Regions from separate parts of the Danio rerio genome. Here region 2 is linked to region 1. Evidence: chromatin contacts called from public HiCAR-type data. All regions are on one chromosome and are shown on one strand. The core of a region is the stretch at or near the end of the contact, and the rest is flanking DNA. Distances in the headings are between cores, read along the strand shown. Region 1 has its middle 140 kb from the start of lpar1. Region 2 overlaps musk (muscle, skeletal, receptor tyrosine kinase).

Region 1 (6,645 bases), core at 2,606-5,105:
AGTTTTCATTAAAACCAATATAATGTCCATTATAACCACTAAAATAATTTCAAATTGTATGTTGGTTTCTATTGATGTTTTCAGTTGTAAGGTCTGGCTAATACGCTTAGATTTCCTCCTACTTCAGATCCAAATTCAACAAAACAGAGGTGAACATTAGCATGGGAAGCCAGCTGACCTGCCAAAGTTCAATCCTCAAAGTCAGACCGCAAAGCTTGGCAGGAACTTACTAAGATACAATATACGAAGGGTGTCAAATAGAAGAGTAATTCACCATTGCCGCACACCTGCTGCCTCAGAATTCACATCCCTGACCCTGACTTTGCCACGCAACAGTTACTTAGTCAAGGAATTTGTTGTATGCCCATAGAATAGTAGAGTATTGTCTGTCCATGTAATTCTCGAAACAACTGCACATCCTCTGACAAATGGCCTCCTGTATATGTGTATGGGAACACAATATTGGATTCGTTGTGCTTGTTATTTAATATTTGCTTCATTTAGGCAACAATAAGAGGAGTTAACATTAGGCACTTTCAAACAATCTAGTTTTTTTTGTTTTTTTTTGCAGTCTAATGAGAACATAGATATACAGACATGGGCAAAATTGCTGGTGCCCTTCTATTTAAGAAAGACTGAAAAGAAAAACTTCAATTTTCGGTCCTGGTGAGCTCTGAGAAGAGTGTGATGGTCGCTCTACCGCTGTATCATTTTTTTATTTCAATAATTTAACATTTTATTTAGCAACAGATGTTTGAATGTCTTTTTCTTTTTTCTTTTCTTTTAGTTACGGCTTCTGCTGTTCTGATGTCAGCTGCAGATGTGAATGAATGGCGGAAGAAAGTAGTTCCTGATACAAAAGGGTAATAGACTCTCCTTGATTGATTTTCTTTTTTATATACAAGATTGTGCCGTCGAACTTTTGCAGCAATATCACACTCGTAGCAGTGCTCTATGGCTATCAGCACTATATATCAGCACTGGTGGAATGCTAAGTCGCACGTCTCCCACCAGTGCTGATATACAGCCATATCTCACTGCTACTTCTGTGATATTGCTCATATATATATATATATATATATATATATATATATATATATATATATATATATATATATATATATATATATATGTATATATATGTATATATATGTATGTATGTGTATATATATATATATTTATATATATATATATATATATATATATATATATATATATATATATATATATATATATATATATATATATATATATATGTGTATGTATGTATAATTAGTTGTCAAAATTAACTTTTTCAAATTGTACAAAACAGCATGTACTAGGGGCAGTTGCTGTTCAAAACCATGTAAATGGAACAAAAACACAGACAAAACATCCATTACAATTGACTTTTTTCACATTCACATGTTTTTTATTCAGAATTAAAAAGCATAAAAAATGGAAGGCATAACAAAAAAAAAAAAAAAAAAACTAAACGTAATCAGGAATCAAACTTGGATCACCCTGAACAGTGTCGCTTTGTCAATGAGCCAACCACAAGACTACAGGTTTTTAACAAATAGTGTGAACTATAAGTAGAAAGTATAACCTATTAATGCACTTAGATATTAAGCTTAGCTTATTCAATTTTATGTGTCTGCATAATATGGATTATTTTATAAGTTCCCTAGGTTTGTGTATTGTTTGTTCCTTTGTGGGATCTGCTAAACAGGCCAACAAGAGCCTATTAAATATTATTATTCATTTTTATTTAACAAATGTCTCATTAAAACATCTACAAACTCGTATGGGCTCTATTTTGACGGTCCATGTGCGAAGCGCAAAACGCAGGGCGCAAATGCTTTCAGGGCGTGTAGGACGCGTTTTTGCTAATTTAAGGACGGGAAATCTGCCTTCGCTTCAGCGCATGGTCTAAAAGGGTTGAGTTTATTTTCTTAATGAGTTATAGGTGTGTTTTAAGAATAAACCAATTAGAGTCTCATCTCCCATTCCCTTTAAGAGTCAGCTGCGTCGCGCCAAGAGCGCATTCGCTATTTACAGGACGCAAAGTAAGTCTACGTGGAAAAAATGAGCATTTCACAAGCAAACAGTTAACAGTTTTTTAACAGAAAACTGTTAAACAGAGCATCTACTGCGTGAGAATGAAAGATAATGGATCACTTTCGCTCTTGGATAAGGAAACCTTTACGCGCTGAGATCAATTAGTCTATAAATAAATACTTTTGTTTGTTAAGGACAAATATTCGTTTCAAAACTATTTCTAAATTCAGTTCTAATTTCCAGCAAACGAATAAGCAGTGGTTTTTCATATGTATGTAGGCTAGAAAATAATATGTTTTGTAATATTTTAATCCTTTATATTTATATCCTATATCTATTCTTATTATATCCTATATATATCCTTAATATTTAAATTTTTTCATATGTAAAGATATTTGCCTATTGCTCTCTTGTGCATATTAAGCAGTGCGTAAGCGAGGCGCAACTCTGCGCCGGAGTTTAGACCAGGTTAGTTTTGGTCTAATGAAAAATCTATTATAGTTTCCCAAAATAGCAACGCGCCAGCGGTCCGCCTCAGAACGCCTTCCTTTTTAGACCAGAACGCCTATGGGTGCAAAAATGAGCGCTAATGCATTTGCTATTTAAACAGCGTAGCGCAACGCCTCAAAACGGCTCTTGCGCCAAGCTTAAACTACCAAAAGACTACTGCGTCACGCCTTGCGCCACACTGCGCCGGGTGTATGATAGGGCCCGTATAACTTTATCCAAGATCACACAGATCGCCCCCAAGTGGACAACCATTACATTTTCAGTATGTTTCGAAGACTTGTTTACTTCAATCACTTGATTTTGCCAAGTTGATATAATAATAATAAAAATTCCTTTCATTTATATAGCGCTTTTCTGACCACATAAAGCGCTTTACACATAGGGGGGAATCTCCTCATCCACCACCAGTCTGCAGCATCCTCCTGGATGACGCGATGGCAGCCATTTTGCGCCAGACCGTAACCTAAACACCAGCTGATTGGTGGAGAGAAGACAGAGTGATGAAGCGAATTTTAATATGGGGAGGGTTAGGAGGCCATGATGGACAGAGGCCAGTGGGCAGAATTGGCCAGGATGCAGAGGTTAAACCCCTACTCTTTTCGAAGGACATCCTGTGGTTTTTAACGACCACAGAGAGTTGGGACCTTGATTTAACATCTCATCCAAAAGACATTGCTCACTGAGCAGTATAGAGTCCTAGGACATTAGGACCCACACTGACCGCAGGTTGGGTGCCCCCTGCTGGCCTCACTAACACCACTTCCGGCAGAAACCTAGCTTTCCCATATGGTCTCCCATTCAGGCACTGCCCTGTTTAGCTTCAATGGGTGACCATGTGGATGTTGCAGAGAGCTAGCTGCCAGTAATGTACCAGATATGTGCTCTTAAACCCTTAATTCAAAACAAAATATTCATAAAGGTTTTGATGCTTCATGAAGTAGTGCTTTAAAAGCAGTCATCACTAGTCCACACAAGAAAATAGTAAATGATAATATAATTTCTATTTTGTTTTGAAAGTGACTGGGTCTGAGGAGAAGATCAAAGTTGCCGTGACGTTTGCAAATCGATTCCTGAATTAACCATAACAACTCACATTGTGTATTTGGGCCTCATTTGCACTTTTCATGCACATCTTGTTTCCACGTGGTGTTTTTCCAAGAGGGTGATACTATTAATTGGCTCAAATTCAAAAGAGAATGTCTGTCTCTACAGCCAAGAAATAATAAGTGTTGTTTAGTGAGTTCCTGAAGAAAGCTAGCCGGAGGGAGTCTCTGTTTTGGAACAAGATGTTTACACCACCACCCATTATGACAGCGCATTGCTGTCTTTTCCACAAACCACCACACTTCATTGCACTAGCTTTTCTTCATGGGAATGTTCCCCCCAGATATGCTTTGCAATAATATTTGATCAAATTCGACTTTATTGCTTAGGTGACGTAATGATGCTCTCCATTATGATGAGATCTGAGAATTATATATAGAGAGTGTTCATTGAAAAAAGTTGATTCAGGATCCATGATAGCATTTAGACTTTATGTAAAAATACTCATGAATGAATGAGTGAATGAACACTAAACTAGGACTACTACTATACACCCAGCCAATAAATGTGCAAGACGTGCATGGCTCGATTTGTTGCTATTTTCAGACTAGGGCAACAGTAATTTCAACATTCTGAAAATGTACAGTAGCTCTATATACATACATGGAGATTGTGAATTATATTGCCAGAAGTACGTATGGCTGCATTTCGTCTTTTTAAGGGTGTATTACATTACTCACACTATGCTAAAATCACTGTTATGAACAGTGCCCAGGCCCGTTTCCCGGATCGTTTGAGAAGTGTGAGTGCTCTGAATCGAGCTCAGGCATGGTTCACTTGGCCAGCAATGGCCCAGTTAGAAGAGGTGTGCCAGAACGTGATTCACTTGGGCTTTGGTGCGGTACACTTGTGGTGTGAGTGCAAAGCGTGCCAGAGCCCAAAACTGAAGACAAGATGTGACTTTTATGTGATTGTTTCATATTTCTTACTGTTTAATGAACGCAAACTGTCATAGATTATTAAAGACACAAACCCCTCACTGCACAACAGCTGCACCTTTAGCAAACCTCATAAATTCTGCAGCACGAGGACTTTATGATTGTTTATGAGCGTCAAAAAAGGCTGATCTGATCGGCAAAATATTTGACAACGTGTCATTGCATATTAAACAACTAAAACAATATAAATAAAGAAATCTCCACTGTGCTGAATGAAAGCGCTTACTGAACAGCGTATCGTTGATGACGTAAGCGTGCCCAGGCCTGAATGTAATGTGAGTGCGAGCCGTCGGGGGAGACGGGTGGGGGGACAAGTGTGCTTTGGCCCGGTTCAAGGCCACTGTACATAGTGTGAGTACACAAACATAAAACAAACAAACACTACAGGGAAGTGTAAAGCTGTTCTTTTTCACACTAGCAGCTGACCACTTACTTCGATATAGACAGCTTTCCCACTGTTACCGGTTTGTCTAGTTAGCTCTCCATGTATGTTGGAGGACTTGAGAAGCAAAGAGGAGTTGACCATGATGACGTGGGTCAATTTGTGCTTTTAAAACAATATTGGTTGGGTTTAGGTGAGTGGGGGTATCGGTCAGTTGGTCAGTCAATAAGTTAGTTGAGAGTGACCTCTGATGAATTTAAACGAGAAACCAGGCGTGAACATCACTTGTGAAAGAAACTTGAGATTTTAAATGCATACACAGCAGCCTCTGGTGGATTTGCAAAAACAAAAACTGCAAAAAAAAAAAAAAAAAAAACTTAGCTTCTGTGACGTTTTTCGCGATCTCTGGAAATGTATATAGGCCTTTATTTTTAGAATGACCCTGGGTTAAGGAATTTTCACATTTTGCGGCATTTTGTTTAAATTGCAAATACATTTGTGCCACTTTGTGGAGTCATGGGCGTGCTGGTCTAAAAAAAGAGCCATGTTAAGTTGCATTGTTGTCACATTGCTATTTTGAGGAATAAAAATAGACTTTGTAATTGAACAGCTAAAAACTGGTCTAAAGTCTAGCGCAGAATGCATTATTTTTGCGCCTATGCGGGTCCAAACGCTTACAAATTGCTTAATACACACAGGATGTACAGCAATACACAAATATCATTATATATGAAAAACATATTTGTTTTAATAAACACAAGTTAAGATTTGTCCACCTATCAGGTTTTGGAGGTGGATGTGTCATAATATGGGGCATAAGAATAGGACTTGTGTTTAGATATTACGCTTTTTTTTTACCACACTTCATTATTATTATTCATTTATTCGTTTGCTAGAAATTAGAACTGAATTTAGAAATTGTTTTTAAACATATCTTTGCCCTTAACAAACTAAATTAAATATGCAGACTAATGGATGTCTTCAGTGGAGTGAGTTTCCACCGTATCCTTACTCAATGAAAGTAAAGGAGTAAAGTAAAGGCTCATTCTTTATCCTCGCTTAGACAATCTGTTTAACTGTTTTCTCGCTAGTGAAGCAAATCAGTTTTTCCACCTACAAGGTCTGCCATGTAAATAGCAAATGCAAGATTCTTACTGGTTTAATGCACGTTTTGATCAAAACACACACACACATAACTCATTAACTCTCTGGGGTCTGAGGATGTTGTGGGGTTCTGGAGAAGTTTTGACTTGCACTGACATTTTTGTTGTTTTCAGTGCCTTAAAAACATATTAATGGCTAGAGTGTGATAACACTGTAAACAGCACAAGTTGGGCTACAATAATAATTAAGCAGCATATTTGTATGTGTTTGTGTTTTTGAGAAAGAAATGTTTATGCGTGGTTAGTAAAAAACTAAAATTTTGAAGTCACAGAAACAACACACAGAGAACATTTGTGCACAAGACTTTTGAGAACTGGATCTGGTAGTCTAGTGTTTTTGCTTCAAAATGATGTGGGAATCATCTTGTTAACTTGCTCACAGAAAATATATAATAAATTAAAAATTCTAAGTCACTTTTGAAGTGAAATTGGTTTATGCGAGAAGGCGTGAACTATAATTACTATGCAGTGAGTCACACCTGAAGACAAAGACCTGCATAATGAGCTG
Region 2 (6,645 bases), core at 2,859-5,358, 220 kb before region 1:
TTTTAGCATGGATTCATCAAAGTGAATTTTTACAAATAATTATTGAATTCTGTCCAGTTTTGTGAGTAATGATTAAACTTTTAGAAACTTTTTACTAACTCACCAACTAGATTTGAGACAACCTGATCCCAACCTGATGCAAAGGGCTGACATATATAGACCAGACGGCAACATACTGTAATTATGATATCAGGTACATAGTGACCCCAGGGAAATTCATCAGTGGGTAAAAGCTATACTCCATATGGCTGTATCCTGAAATAGGATCTTGGATAGGTCTAGTAAACATGTGATGTGTTTCAATATGAAACTTCCCTGTAGACTCTATCGTGTGAGCAAAGCACTGCAGCAGAGGTTATTTATAGACGCCCATTAGAAAAGTGTTTACTTCTCCAGGAACACACAGGAGCCTTTAGCACAGGAAGTGCAATCTTAATGGAATTCTAAGTTGGTTCTTGAATTTCTGCCATTGTGGTTCTGTTTCCACAGCTTGGCATCACTATTTAAAATATTTTAAAAGGCTTTAAGACAATTTGTTACAATGTGTTTAGGGATGTCTGGTTTGAGATCACTAAAGGTGGCCTACTACTGCACGAAGCAAAGTGTTTACCATTACAGTGAATATTGTATATACTGACAACCCAGTTTTGCAGGCTTGTGTGTTCTTGAGTACTTTGGCTCAGACTATTCTGCCTACTACATTATTATAGACGTTTCTCAAATTATTGGAGTTACAAGTTTGCATTGTACATATATTTTAAGGAAGATCAGCAAATATGAACTAAAACTGTTTTACTCTAATTCAAGTAAGCTGTTGCTACTAGTTCCTAATATGCTTGCTTTCCTTTAGAGCCCCAGGTCTTTTGCCAACGGAGCCCTTCACCATGGTGGCAGTAAAGATGTTGAAAGAGGAAGCTTCAACTGATATGCAGAATGACTTTCAACGAGAAGCTGCACTCATGTCTGAGTTTGATCACCCCAACATTGTCCGTCTCCTGGGTAATGTATCACAACTGCTTGCTTTCAAAGAAAGCAAAAATCTGCTTGAGGACTTTCCTAAAATGAACCACATCTGCTTCATATTACATGTATGTCCTTTCCTCAAGGGTACCGCAATCAAAAAGAAAAGCCTTAAAATAGCTTGACTCATCCATTTCAGTGTTGACCCAATGTGTAACCCCGCATCAGTCCCCTCTCTGGTATTCCGGAACCAGACTCAATGCCTCATTAAGTGTTAGAATAACAGAAGTGTATTTTTGGTTTGGTATCGACAGTGTGACTAAGCCAGTTGTTTGTGTATCTGTCATGCAGGTGTCTGTGCAGTGGGGAAGCCCATGTGTCTCATGTTTGAATACATGGCATATGGGGACTTGAATGAATTCCTGCGACGGCGCTGTGCAACCCAGCAGCCCAGTCTAAGTCGGGATACCTTGACTTCCAGCAGTCTCGTGTCAGAACCTGAGCGTTACCCACCCCTCAGCTGCCAGGAGCAGCTCTCCATTTCCAAACAGGTGGCAGCAGGAATGGCGTACTTATCGGAGCGCAAATTTGTCCACCGTGACCTTGCTACTAGAAACTGTTTGGTAGCAGAAAACTTGGTTGTGAAAATTGCAGATTTTGGTCTCTCACGCAATATCTATGCAGCTGATTACTACAAAGCCAGTGAAAATGATGCCATCCCGATTCGCTGGATGCCACCAGAATCTATCTTTTACAATCGTTACACCAGCGAGTCAGATGTTTGGGCTTATGGTGTGGTATTATGGGAAATCTTCTCATATGGCATGCAGCCTTACTACGGCATGGCCCATGAAGAAGTCATCTACTACGTAAGGGATGGAAATGTTCTTTCCTGCCCAGAAAACTGTCCACAGGAGCTGTATAACCTCATGCGTTTGTGTTGGAGCGGTCACCCCACTGACCGGCCTAGTTTTGCCAGCATTCACCGCATCCTGGAAAGAATGCATGACCAGATGCTCAAATCTGGTCTTTCTTGAGGATCTCTAAAATGCAGCTCCAATCATTAAGGAACTCATTACAATCCAAAGTAGCCCAGAGAGGTCATGAAGAAGCATAAAACACTTTATTGTATGCTCAAGAGGGCAAGCCGGAGGACCTTTTAGGGTCCCACAAATACCCAAGGACCCAAAAGAACATTGGGGAATGGGAAAAAAGCCTTAAACGATTGAAAAGGCTCACATACCTTGATCCCTCAAACTCTTTGAAGCTCAATAGTTTTTTTCTTTTTTTATGGCACAGATGTATGGTGGAGCTCAAATGAGAGCTACAGTAGTGAAGGCTTGAGGTTCATATCTTGAGAATTTCTGTAATCACCGGGTAATAATATACCACTTCAGTCTAAAATGAAATCTCTGCAAGCAGAGACATATAGTATAGTATTTTTTGCTTTTGTCTTCCCTTTGGATATATTTTAAGTAGTGAAAGTACTATTCATCTAGATATAGTTTTGTAAAATTCTTAAAAAGACATTCATTCAAGAACATGTTTCAGTGCTTTAACGTATAGACTGTTCTCAGCATTTCATTAAAAAAAAAAAAAAGTAGAATAGTATATTCCAAAGTGGCACATCATCACTTTATTTTATGCTTTGTTTTTTGTTTCACATTGATATTCCAAGATAAGATCTTTGTTTGTTTTGTTTTATTTGTTAGTAGTAAGTAAAACAGTGTAGTATGTAAATATGTAGCATACTTTATTTGTAAAATGATTTCATGAGTTAACCAAAATGTATTATGATATTGTCAAAGAAATGAAAACAAACAGACTGACTGACTATAATGGTTCAATCAGTTTTATTTTGACAAAATCCTATATAAAGATTTGTGGAATTTATATAGTTTATTACTAGTTTTCAGGTTATTTAGAAAATAAGGTCAATGTCTCTGAGATAACTCAAATAGAAGTAAGATCTCAAGTACTAACCAAAAGTTCTATATATTAAAGTGGGTATATAACAGTACACATTATAACAAATTCTACAACAACTTGACTTCACTTCAGTTCAGCCAGTCCAAACTTTAGGCAGATATTTTGACACTATATCAGAAACAAAAATACTTAGAACATGTGCTATTGCACATGCATAGCATGACTTTTATAGTTATAATAATGTTATCATTATATTATTTCATAATGTTAGCAATCTATTTTAATACTGTGGTTACATTAGATGTATGAATAGATGTTGGATATGAATTTTGTTTGAAATAAAACAATTTCTTTTGTCTTGAATACATATTCATAAATAAATACACAGCTCTACCATTTAAAAAGCAACACTGTGCTATATAGTCACAGTAACTGAGTTAACTGCAATAATATTATTGAGATTTAAAAGCAATCAATAGTCTACAGCAGTTGTTCCCACGTGGTCAGGACCCCCTGGAAGCGTCGCGGAACAATGACAAGGGGTCGCTTGGTCATTTCCATAACTCAAATAACTTTTATTAAACTATTAGAATTACCATATTTTATTTATAACCCACTGAAGAAAGTTAAATTACATTTCTTTGTGGAGTTTGCATGTACTCCAAAAGTCCAAAGATGTGTGGTATAGGTGATTTAGGTATGCTAAAATTGACCAGTGTGTGTGTGTGTGTGTGTGTGTGTGTGTGTGTGTGTGTGTGTGTGTGTGTGTGTGTGTGTGTGTGTGTGTGTGTGTGTGTGTGTGAATAAAGATGTATAGATGTTTCCCAGTAATGGGTTGCAGCTGGAAGGGCATCCACTGCGCAAAACTTACGCTGGATAAGTTGGCGGTTCATTCCGCTGTGGTGACCCCAGATAAATAAAGGGACTAAGATGGACAGAAAATGATTAAATGAATGAATGAATGAATGAAAAAAAATGGTTATTAGATTGTTGCAGTTTTGTGTTGTTAATATGCTCATGTTTATAAGTATGCCTATTGTTGTGTGCAACTTTTGGAGATTTATAACCACCTTCTAGAAAAAAAAAAGGGGGTGAGTCACTGACACTGTTATTTTTGGGGTTGCGGGCTGAAAGGTTTGGGAACCCCTGGTCTATGGGACTTTTGTGTTTCCAAATAAATATTGAGTTTTATATCATGTAACAGACAGGGGGCAGTGTTACATCACAAGTACTAAAACGACCTCGTGATTTATAGCAATACCTTTTCTCTGCGTTAGGGCCAGTTTCTTGCTCAAAGCATTCAAAACAGGAACTTACTGAGACAGTATTAAATCACGCTGGCATTTAATGAAGAACAAAGATGAAGGATTTACTTTCAACGTGTGTGGGACAGTTCTTTTTTATTCCGGCTTTTCATTTATCATCTAAGAATGTCCGATCCTATCTGATAATCCTAGAAATACATCGTCTTTGCCATGAGTTTTCACTGTTATAGAAACCTCAAGAAGTAAAGAAAGGCAAAACCACAGACGTCCAAGTAGCAGGCCAGGAAAAACAAGTGACGAACGGATTCACGAGCCATGGCTCCTGCCAGCACGTTTGGAAGACGGAGAAAAAAAAAATGCATTTGGGCCTTTGGGCATTTTTTTTTTCTCCGTCTTCCAAACGTGCTGGCAGGAGCCATGGCTCGTGAATCCGTTCGTATATATATATACATATATAATATTGAACATTATAAGGTTAAACAGAACCTATATTGATAATAAATATAATTAATAAAAACTTCTCTGGGATTACAATTAAAGAATGTTTTAGATTTTAGAAATGGTTAATTCCCATGAATACATAAAGGCCAGCATAAAGAATTAATATTATACAAAATGTATGAGTTGATAACATAGGTCAGATAATTTCCCCTTTGTATTTTAAGTAGTATGTCCAGATTTGTAGTATTTTTGGTAATTCCTGGTTATTTATGAATGTATAGTACATCTGGAAAGTTATTACTTTTTCCAAAATGATTAATTTTTTCTACATTTAAAGGGTCATGAAACACCAAAACACTTTTTTATTTGAGATGTTGACAGTCATATATGTGTCCCACGCTGCTAAAAACACAATTAGTGATTTTTTTTTTCTTTTCTTTATTTATTCATCCGGTTTGAAAAGGAATTTAGAAGCTATGTCACAGCGATTAGATCCTTGTGTGTATTCCAGTCTGAATGTCTATCTGTACTTGTGTTTTTCGAGCTTTCATCATTATTTCAAGAGATAGACTTGGTTCGAACGAATCAGTGTGCTCTATTGTTAATGAGGTATAACTTCATTATTATGCATGATAGCTTTGAAGACTGTTTTTACCTGTTACAATGTTCATCATCAGGAAGACGCTACGTTGTGTTGCCAACTGTAATTAAAACAAGTGGAAGAAGAATTGTTTAGAGACATTGTTGTCATCAGTGTTGCGTTAATGGAAGGAAGGTAAATAAAGGAAGGTTTGGTTTTTAATATCCGGCTATGAGAGTGCAGCTGTACTTAGTGTAGATTACAGTAGTCTGTTAATGCGTGACAAAAATATGTTCATAAGGAACATTTTTTTACCCGAGAGCTTTTAGTGAAAATGGTAAAATGTTTTTTTAAAAGTCTCCTTTTAAAAAAGACGTGGTTGCAGTTGGTGTTGATTGTCCTGTCTCTACAGATGTGGTAAGTGAGTGATCAGTGTTCTTTGTTTGTGATTATTCAGAGGCAAAGTTTTTTAGTAATGTCAGCAGTACCCTTTCAGGTTTTAAAGACTTATCTTAGTCAAAATAATTTGTTTACAGTTTAAAGTATGTTAATATCACTACAATATTATGGGCTGAAAGATCCGCTGTAAATACTGCTCTCTGAATGTAAACATTAACACTTTAATCAATCTATTACCGTCATGTAGGATTTTTGTGACAGGATAGTCTATACACACACACGGGTTTCTGACACAAGATGCAAGTGCATCAACATAGTAACTCTCCTTCTACACTGCGTCTGTGTGCTGTTTTGCCTCTGAATATCAGTGCATGCTCTAACTAAAACTCCCCTTTCCTTGCAAATTCCTCTCTCTTTCGTCACTCAACACTCTCACCTAAACAAAACTGGACTTTTCACTTTCCTGACTTTTTTAAATTTGAGGTGTGAAAACACCTTGCTGAGACACAGGGGATTTCATTGCCCCTTAAAAAAAAAAAAAAAAAAAAAAAGTTAAATAAGTTTGTTTGAAATATTTATAAATTTATAAAAGAAAAAAAAAATCACATGTCCATAAGTAGTCAAAGACTTTGTACTGACACTGAAAATTGGGCTGAAATGATACTGTTTCCTTGTCTTCCTTGAAATGTTTCTACAACTTGACTAGCGTGCACTTGTGGTAAATTCAGTTGACTGGGCATGACACAACCCTGTCTATATAAGGTCCCACAGTTAATAGTGCATGTTGGAGCACAAACCAAACCATGAAGTTTAGTGAATTAACTGTAGACCTCGGACACATACCAAGCCATGAAGTTCGAATGTATTTTCTTTAGACCTCAGAGACAGGATTAAATAGATATGAGATATGGTGAAGGGTAAATATATACAGAAAAATATATGCATTGTTGAAAGTCCCAAAAAAACACAGTGGCCTCTATAATCTGAAATAAAAAGCAGTTTGAAACAATCAGTACTTTTTCTAGGGTCAGCCGCCCAGAACAAGGAGAGAAGAACTTTCCAGAAGTGCAA

What was found. HiCAR-type assays count read pairs that join an accessible place to other places.
Region 2: a HiCAR-type map of caudal fin shows a contact between it and region 1, with 10 times the contacts expected there. The contact joins two enhancer-like sites. A contact is called at or near these places in 2 of 18 Hi-C or Micro-C datasets (caudal fin and embryo) and 1 of 4 datasets of contacts at active chromatin or transcription factors (caudal fin).

The regions. Positions count from the first base shown.
Region 1 is chr10:15,058,596-15,065,240 of GRCz12tu, reverse strand. No RefSeq gene overlaps it. Among named protein-coding and RNA genes, the nearest start is that of lpar1, 140 kb to the left of the region's middle. Within about 2 kb of position 3,855, at least 2 of the 62 cell types and tissues checked have an H3K27ac peak or open chromatin away from gene starts, as enhancers often do. A contact at or near this core is called in caudal fin, where this site is marked.
Region 2 is chr10:15,279,529-15,286,173 of GRCz12tu, reverse strand. It overlaps musk (muscle, skeletal, receptor tyrosine kinase), which reads left to right. Exons shown (of 17, transcript NM_001004503.2): 16 at 851-999; 17 at 1,312-3,251. The coding sequence ends at 1,997. Among named protein-coding and RNA genes, the nearest start is that of lpar1, 81 kb to the right of the region's middle. Within about 2 kb of position 4,108, at least 9 of the 62 cell types and tissues checked have an H3K27ac peak or open chromatin away from gene starts, as enhancers often do. A contact at or near this core is called in caudal fin, where this site is marked.